Regions from separate parts of the Mus musculus genome. Here all the other regions are linked to region 3. Evidence: chromatin contacts called from public Hi-C and targeted proximity ligation data. All regions are on one chromosome and are shown on one strand. The core of a region is the stretch at or near the end of the contact, and the rest is flanking DNA. Distances in the headings are between cores, read along the strand shown.

What was found. Hi-C and Micro-C count contacts between places; a contact is called where the count stands out from the background.
Region 1: a contact with region 3 is called in a Hi-C map of uterus, with 2.5 times the contacts expected there. A contact is called at or near these places in 17 of 484 Hi-C or Micro-C datasets (the HL-1 cell line, embryonic stem cells, myocytes and 7 more), 3 of 130 datasets of targeted methods (cardiomyocytes, heart atrium and pancreatic cancer cells) and 1 of 9 other capture datasets (adipose tissue).
Region 2: a targeted proximity ligation map of pancreatic cancer cells shows a contact between it and region 3. A contact is called at or near these places in 4 of 484 Hi-C or Micro-C datasets (the HL-1 cell line, MC3T3-E1-derived osteoblasts, myocytes and 1 more), 2 of 130 datasets of targeted methods (embryonic stem cells and pancreatic cancer cells) and 1 of 9 other capture datasets (pancreatic islet).

Annotation. Positions count from the first base shown.
Region 1 is chr19:24,097,305-24,100,004 of GRCm38.p6, reverse strand. Tjp2 (tight junction protein 2) reads left to right here. Exons shown (of 24, transcript NM_001376368.1): 21 at 442-552; 22 at 1,690-2,004. Among named protein-coding and RNA genes, the nearest start is that of Gm41824, 18 kb to the right of the region's middle.
Region 2 is chr19:24,165,174-24,167,873 of GRCm38.p6, reverse strand. All of the region lies in intron 2 of Tjp2 (tight junction protein 2), which reads left to right. Among named protein-coding and RNA genes, the nearest start is that of Tjp2, 59 kb to the left of the region's middle.
Region 3 is chr19:23,965,902-23,968,601 of GRCm38.p6, reverse strand. No RefSeq gene overlaps it. Among named protein-coding and RNA genes, the nearest start is that of Gm34076, 50 kb to the right of the region's middle.

The sequences.
Region 1 (2,700 bases), core at 20-2,519, 130 kb before region 3:
AAGTACTTCCCCCCTCTCCCAAGAAAAATCAAGGAAGAAAAAGCCCCCCCCCCACACACACACGTGCGCACACACAGACTATTAATATATAACAGATAAGTAGTAAAGAATAAGCTAATAACGACAGACGTAGGAGGAGCTAATGCTTACGATTACTGCAGGTAGTGACACAGACCTTTAGATTATAGGAGTATTTGACTTGGTTTCTCTTCCTTCCTTTAAAGGTCAGAGCATGGCTGCCTTGTACTCCCACTCTAGTGAAGTGTGTCCTAAGCTTTCTCTAGGGAAGGATGGTGGGTGTCTCTCTTCGCAGTAAGAGAGAGCTGCCCTAGCTCTTCAGCTTCTTAGTTCCCACAGGTGTTCAGAAATCCAGCGGAGCAGAGTGCTCTCTTCTCTCTGCTTGGGCGTTCTTGGTGTGAATGAACTTTTTATGTTTTATAGAACATAAGGAAATCCAGCCCAGAGCCACGAGCTCAGATGAGGAGGGCTGCTAGCAGAGACCAACTTAGGGATGCTAGCCCGCCCCCAGCCTTCAAGCCAGAGCCGCCCAAGGTATGTGGCTGGGAAGCCCAGGATGGGAAGGAGGAGGACACGGGCGCCTTGGAGCCCCTTGGCACCCGGGGGGACACACAATGAGGCTATGTACTGTGTCCTTCAGACCATTGAGTGAGCCATAAAAACCAGGGAAGAGCGAGAGATAAACCCAAAAGCCACTGTGAGAACAAGCTATGATTTTAGGCTTCATGGTGAATGAGTTAATTTGTTTACTTTTTATTTATTAATTTTGGTAGAAAAGTGAAATACTGTCCCAAATGCTGCCCGCCAGAATCACTAATCTTGGCGGTTTTGCTTATTTGTTTTGTTTTGTTTTGTTTTTGTTTGTTCTTTTTCTACCCAAAAAAATTTTTCTGCCCGTAATCTAATTTGGACATACCAGAAACTCCTCACTGATGATCTGCTGAGAAAAACTCGCAACGCTGATGCGTAGAATGCCTCTCACTATAAAAGTATCTTAACTTACTGATTTAGTAAATTATCTAGAATCAACGAAAGGGCTTCAGGGCATGAGTCATGCGGTTTCTTGCCCCAGATCATAATCAGCCAATAACGGTAGGCTTTTCCTTATAGCTCAGTTAAAATTTTTTTTTAACTCAGTAACTTGGATGAGAAGGATTAGTGACTATGTAAGCTGTCAGCAGTAATTAGTTACTTGATATAAGAGGGCACCAAAGGCCTGCGGCAGGGTTGGAACTGAAAGTGAAGGCGCAGCGAGCGCTGGAATGGGGTCCTGTCTGCCCTTTCCCCACTCCAGCTTAGCCTTGCTACCCCACAGCCATGCATAGCTCTCACTTTTTGGCCCAGGCTCATACCCTCCAGGCAGGTTGATCCCAGACAAACCTACTTTTTTCCTCTCCAAAACTGATGTCTTCTGTGAGAGGCCACCATGAAGTGACACTGTTCCACCTCTAACTATTGCTGGCCACCCCACTCTGCCAACACTTCTGTCATTCACAGGTGGGGCTCAAGATGCCGGCCAGGCTGTTTGCCTTGTCATAGTTGACTCTGTCAAGATGGTTACATTGTCCACCTTTGGAAACTGATCAGGAAACACAATGTATTAAATCACTAATGTAGCTCTGAAAAGAAACTAAAAGCCCAAGGTCAAAGGCATGCTGTTGCTCTCTGCAGGCAAGAAGCCAGAACAGAGAAGACTCCTTCGACTACTCCAAGTCAAACCTCCCCGCCACAGCCGGCAGTGAAATCCCGGGGGGATCCACCAAAGGCTATCCTCCCCCTATTGCAGCGAAGCCTGCCTTTGGGCGGCCCATCCTGAAGCCTTCCACTCCAGTCCCTATGCCTGAGAGCGAGGAGGTTGGAGAGAGCACCGAGGAGCAGGAAGATGCTCCCAGATCAGTCCTGGGCAGAGTGAAAATATTCGAGAAGATGGACCACAAGGCAAAATTACAGAGGATGCAGGAGCTCCAGGAGGCCCAGAATGCGAGGGTAATTGTTTTCAACCACCAGGGCATCTTAGCTTGCCCCGTGTGAGAGTTTCAAGATGCTTGCTCGAGGTGTAGCAGGGCACACCCCTTTCCCCACTGCCAGAGTCATGCCAGGCACAGCCACCCACACAGTTCTCTTGTGCTGCTTCTAGCTGGTAGCGCAGCCTTTTCACTTCCAATCGAGAACCTTCCAATCAGTGCCGGGTGTAATGGGGCACGCCTTTAATCCTAGCACTGGGGAGGCAGAAGCAGGTGGCTCTTGGTGAGTTTGGGGCTAACATAAGCATAATCTACAAAGAGTTCCAGGACAGTCAGGGTTATACAAAGAAACCCTGTCTTGGAAAACAGAAACAAGTAAAAAAAAAACCAAAGCCAGATAAGCAAGTTCAGTCCAGATGAGCAAGACTCATCTCCATTCTGCAGATCTGTGTCCCGGTCTGAGCTGGGGGGTTAAAGTCAGTACCTCTCAGATGTTATTGTAGCTGGAATATGGGTGATGGTTAGTTGGTCCTCGGGCCTTTCATGTGTTCCCAGATTTGCCATAGCATACTGGCAGCCATTGGGACAGTGGGCCATAGTTTTTCAGCTGGTAGAATGTTTGAGATGCACGTGAGATATTTCAGTATCAGAGAACCTGTGACCACAGAAGTGGGAGCAGGGCTACAGTCGGCAGGAGTCGGCCAGGGCAGGAGAGTCA
Region 2 (2,700 bases), core at 9-2,508, 200 kb before region 3:
GGCTTGGCAGATCCTCTGGGTCTGGGCTGACAGGTGATTGTGAGCAGAGAATGAAGTTCTGGGAATCAAACCCTGGTCCTTGGCAAGAACAGCTAGTGCTTTTAACTGCTGAGACACCTGTCCAGACCAGGTTTGTAGCTTTTTTTGGTGGTAAGTTTTTAGACTGTACACCAGTCTCAAAGTCCAGTTACATTTTTGCCATCCTAACAAAGGAAAACGTGGATCGTGATAGAGAAACTTTAGTTCCTTGAGTTGAAGGTAAGGCGAGCCAGGTGTTGTGTGACTTAATTTTTTATTTTACGGGGTGGACAAAACACTCAATCCCAGATTGGGAACCCATGATACACCCAATTTTTAGTGGTAAGGATACCACCAAAGTCCAGCTTGGCGACCCAGTGAGTTTTATTGGGGTTCCCTACAGGAATCTGAATTCAGGAATAGAAATGATCCCATATGGATGAGCACAGATCACCCCAGAATAACTCTTATCGCCAAAGTTCACCCCGGCATGGGTGACAGCTCACAAAGGCTGGGAACCTGGACCACACTGGACAGCCTGCAGGCAGCTCAGCAGATTGGAGGGTCCTTTGCAGCTTCAGGTGGCAGAAATGTCTTCCAAGCAGGTCTTTTTGCTTGAGAGTCGTCTTCCCCGCAGGGGTGTGTGTGTGTGTGTGTGTGTTTACCTCCCTGCCTAAGGAGCTCCCCTGCAGGACCAAAAGTTTTTAAGGTCTAATGCTTTCTAGTAGTATTTGTTCCTTCTAGGGCTTGGAGCTTCTAGGGCCTTTGTTCTCAGGAGGAAGGAAAAAGAAATTTGTCAGCCGGCCTCATTGCTTTAATGTCCGACTATAGCAATTTGTTTACATGATCTGAGAGCTGATCCTACCCACTTGGCTCAAGTTCAGTTTCTTCTTTTTGCCTTACAAGGATAGCAGGCGCACCTGAGAACCTGGGTGGGTGGGGTTTCACCCAGGAGAGTCATCCCTGTAGCTCGGAGACAACACCTTCACGTCACCGGCCACTCTCAGTCTCCGGAGGATTCAGCGGAGTAGAATCGATGAGATTAGTGAGGGAGGTTCTTAGCAAAACTAAAGGACTTCCTGGTGAGCTCAGTTTCCGACCGAGGAGCAGGCTTCTTCCTCTTTAGCCCTCTTCAGTGAGGAGTCAGCTGCTCGGCTGTGTGGGATTGGCTGGTGTACACCTGCCCCTGTTTCCTCCGGCCACTGCATACCGCCAGTCACTTCCCATTAGCTGTGAGCCCTGCCCTTGTGTGAGTCAGAGTGGTAGGCACAAGGGCTCTCGGGGCAGGGCATCAGACGAAGTCACTGTGTACTTATCAGATTGACTCGATTTGGGAAGGCATGAGCTAGCATGACTCAGACTAGTGGCGAACTTAATTGAGAGAATTCCTCATATTTCTGTAGCGAATGGATGATAGTTGGATGAACTAAAAAGTCTTAACCAAAAAAAGTGTAGAATTGCTTCTGGACCTCTCAGTGTGCTGTTGTTGAGATGGGGCTGTGTTTAGCTCAGGTTGGTCTCCATTAAAATTGTTACTGTGTTGCAGAACTTAGGCCCAGAAGCAGCAGAAACTGCAGCGCTAATTAACTGGCCACTTTATGTGAGTTGCAGACCTCAGCTCTGCTTAGTTTAGATGGCTAATAAAGTCATCTGTGGCCCCTAACTTCCTGGGGGCTCTCAGTGCTCGAGTGTAAAGCTTAGAGAACATTCTAAGGAGTTTGGAGCAAGATATTCCAAATTACTTGCTCTTTCAGCTATATGTGTGTGTTATTTTCTTATTTTTTTTCTTTTAAAAAGGCATCCATTGGATTCTTTCAGAAAGACGTTTTTAAAAAGACATACTGTTTAACGGCAAAGGTCCCAGGGAGCCTGGTAGTTGCTTAGCTCACAGAGCAATGGAAAGATCTGTTATTAAGTTGCAGCTTGAATAATGTACTAGCCAGAGCCACAGGGTTCTCTTCCCTCAAGCCAGTAGCGACTGTCTTCTCCTCCCTTTTCCAGATTTTATTTTAATTTTTTTCTGGAATTATTTTTTTCTCTATATGTATGGTGTTTTGCCGTCTTGTATGTCTGTGTACTCGGTGGTTGTTTGCGCCTTATACTCTCAGAGGCCAGACAAGAATCTCACATCCCTGGAGCCGGAGCTAGAGACTTCCTTTTTCCTCCATCTGTATATTAGGTCTGGCTGTGTGTCCTGGAGCTCACTATGTAGACTAGGTGAGATCCTCCTGACTGGGATTAAAGATGTGCACCACCATGCCCAGTTTATAGACACAGACTTGTTAAAAGGAAAAATGTGCGCTTAGCACAAAGGAGATGTATTTGCTCTGGAGGGACAGAGGTCAGGGTTAAGGGATGAGACAGGAGCCAGAGGAAGAGGGAGAACGGAGAGAAAAGAAAGAAGAGGGTTATTTGTCTTGGAATGGGATAAAGGGCTGCCTCTGGATGGAGAGGGGACAGGCAAATGATGGTTTATAAAGGTGAAATGGGAAACCCTGTGCTGAGATGAAGTGTTTAATTTTAATTGTGCATGTTAATTAGGTGCCTGAAGGGAGCTTTTGATTGCTAGACTTTACAGCTGGACCTTGGTAGTCAGTTTCTGGAATAGGAATTAGCAATAAGGAAATAGACCATGGGGGGTTAGCCTTTGGAATGGATAGCAGTTTGGTGTGTTTGTTTGTT
Region 3 (2,700 bases), core at 47-2,546:
TTTAAATCCCTCAACATCAGAAGAACTGGAGCTGCCTCCAGCCTCTCCACGGGAGAGGAGATTTTGAGGCAAAACAAAGGAGCCTATCTCCACCTTTCCCTGGGCTGCCACAGCTGAGAACAACTGAGGGAGCCCCTGGAAAAGGCCTCAACACAGCCATCTTTGTTTACAAGGTGTTCCTCCCTGGGGCTTCTGAAAAGCAAGTCAGGCCTGCAGCCAGAAGGCAGCACTTTTCTTCCACTTCACTCAGCTAGTCACTCAACAGGTATTTACTGAGCTACAGGCTCCTAGGCAGAGGGCCAGGGGCTGAGGAGGCAAAGATAAGCAAGAAGAGAGAGGGCAATGCTGTTCACCTTGGCAGGTAGTGCATGCAGGTCATAGCAAGGAGACAAGTATTGAGAACAGGGAAAAAAAAAAAGGTTTAAAGGCAAGGTGCGCTTGGTGGGCATATGTGTCAAAAGAAGCAAACATTTTCTCCTTTAGAATTTCACAGGATGCTGTTGTTATAAACTCAAAATGTGACCTGTAGGTGACCCTGCTGTCAGAATGGCAGTACTCCCTGTTAAGAAGAAAAATTAGGAGGTCACCTGTTTTCAGTTCTTTCTCTAACCCTTTATTTCCCTCCTGCCTCCCACCCCAAATAAAAACAAGAAACACTAGAATTTATTTATATCTATTGATGTTGTAGGTCTAGATGGAAAAAACAAAAGTAAATGTCCCACTGCTCTTTTTTTTTTTTTTTTTTTTTAAGGCAAGGTGTGACTTTATTCAAGAGGGTCTGTAGTGAGGGAGAGAGGTCAGATTCAGCCCAACGACAGAGATTTCTAGTAGGGTGTGTGGTGGTAGTGTCCTGTTGCCGGGGTTAGAACCCAAAACTTGGTGCACGCTGGGCAAGTCTGCTCCTATGGAGCCACATTCCCAGCCTTCGGGTAATTCTTGATTTATCAATTCAATCAAATGATTGCAGAAGGCAGGTCAAAGTGAGAAGATGGAAGGCAGGCAGAGAATGAGGTATTGGTCAGACCGGAAGGGTGCAGTTTTCTTACTAAAATTGGACTAAGTACATCAGGGTAGAGTCTGAGCATCCAACAAGGAAACTTGAGAGGGCCAGGGGATTAAGAGGTTGCTCCAAGAGAGAATCTGCAGTCTGTGTCCTTTTCAGAGTAGGAAGCTCTGCCACCCACGCCTTGCCTCAGGCTTATGGTTTTTGAGTAGGGAGCTCCTCTTATCCCAGTAGCTGGCAAGCTCTCTTGTGTTTTGCCTTAACTAAAAGGCAAGAGGCAAACATTCAGGATGAATCATCGTCCTGCTCTTGCCAAGTGGCTGGAGGCCCCAGGTCTGCAGAGGCTTTTCCAGTGCCTGTTAGATACTGTGTGTGGATTCTAACCCAAAAAGAGGAATTCACAGTGGACTTGGGGGTGGGAGGACAAGAGGGAGAGAGGGGGCAGGGCACAAGAGACTTCCAAGCAAGGAGAATTGTCTTGTGAGCTGCTTTGCCTGTGTGCCTCAAGCCTGCTTGCAGAAGGTGAGCAGGTTTTTAACAGTGAACCTAAGAAGGGAGCTAGAGGCATCTAATCGGGAAGGCTGCTGCTTTATTTTGTAGCTCAGGAGCCCAAATATTCAATGAAAGAAATGTACTTGCTTGAGGTTACATAATTGCCAAGTGGTAGAACCGTAGTATCTATCTATTTTCTGCCTCAGTCATGAGCGATTGCTTGTTTCTCCAAGGACACTGATGGGTGGAACCTGGGAGGGAAGGAGAGTACTCAGAGACTCACGTGGAGTGGGAACACCAACCCCATGACATCACTTCTCTTTAAAACTTTTTTACATCTATATACATAATTACTTATGTATTTATTTCTTGTGTGTGCATGTGTATGGACACATTGCCGTGTATTTGTAGAGGTCAGAGATTACCCTGCAGAGGTTGACTTTCTCCTTCCACTGTGTGGGTCCCAGAGATTCGACTCAGGTCATCAGGCTTAGCAGCAAGCGCCTTGCGCAGGTGAGCCCTCTCGCTGGCCCAGCGTCTGTTTTAAAAAGAGTCACGATGACACCAAAGATGGATTGCCAGTCTGTAATCCCAGCATTTACAAAATGGAGATGAGTCATGAGTTCGGGCCAGTCTGAATTATGTAACAAGGCCCTGTCTACAAACAAACAAACGAAGTCTGACTTTATTATGTTTTTTAGAACTATATTATTATTATTACTACTACTATTACTATTATTATTATTAATTGCATTGGCTGGCGTTTCTTTTTTTATTTTTTATTAGATATTTTCTTCATTTACATTTCAAATGCTATCCCCTTTCCTAGTGTCCTCTCCGAAAATCCCCTATCCCCTTCCCCCTCCTCCTGCTCCCCAACCCACTCACTCCAGCTTCCTGGTCCTGACATTCCCTATACGGGCATAGGGCATAGAATCTTTGCAAGACCAAGGGCCCCTCCTCCCATTGATGGCTGACTAGGCCTTCCTCTGCTACATATGCAGCTAGAGCCACGAGCTCTGGGGGATACTGGTTAGTTCATATTGTTGTAGAGCTCCTATAGGGTTGCAGACCCCTTCAGCTCCTTGGGTGCTTTCTCTAGCTCCTCCATTGGGGGCCCTGTGTTCCATCCAATTGATGACTGTGAGCATCCACTTCTGTGTTTGCCAGGCACTGCCATAGCCTCACAAGAGACAGTACACTGT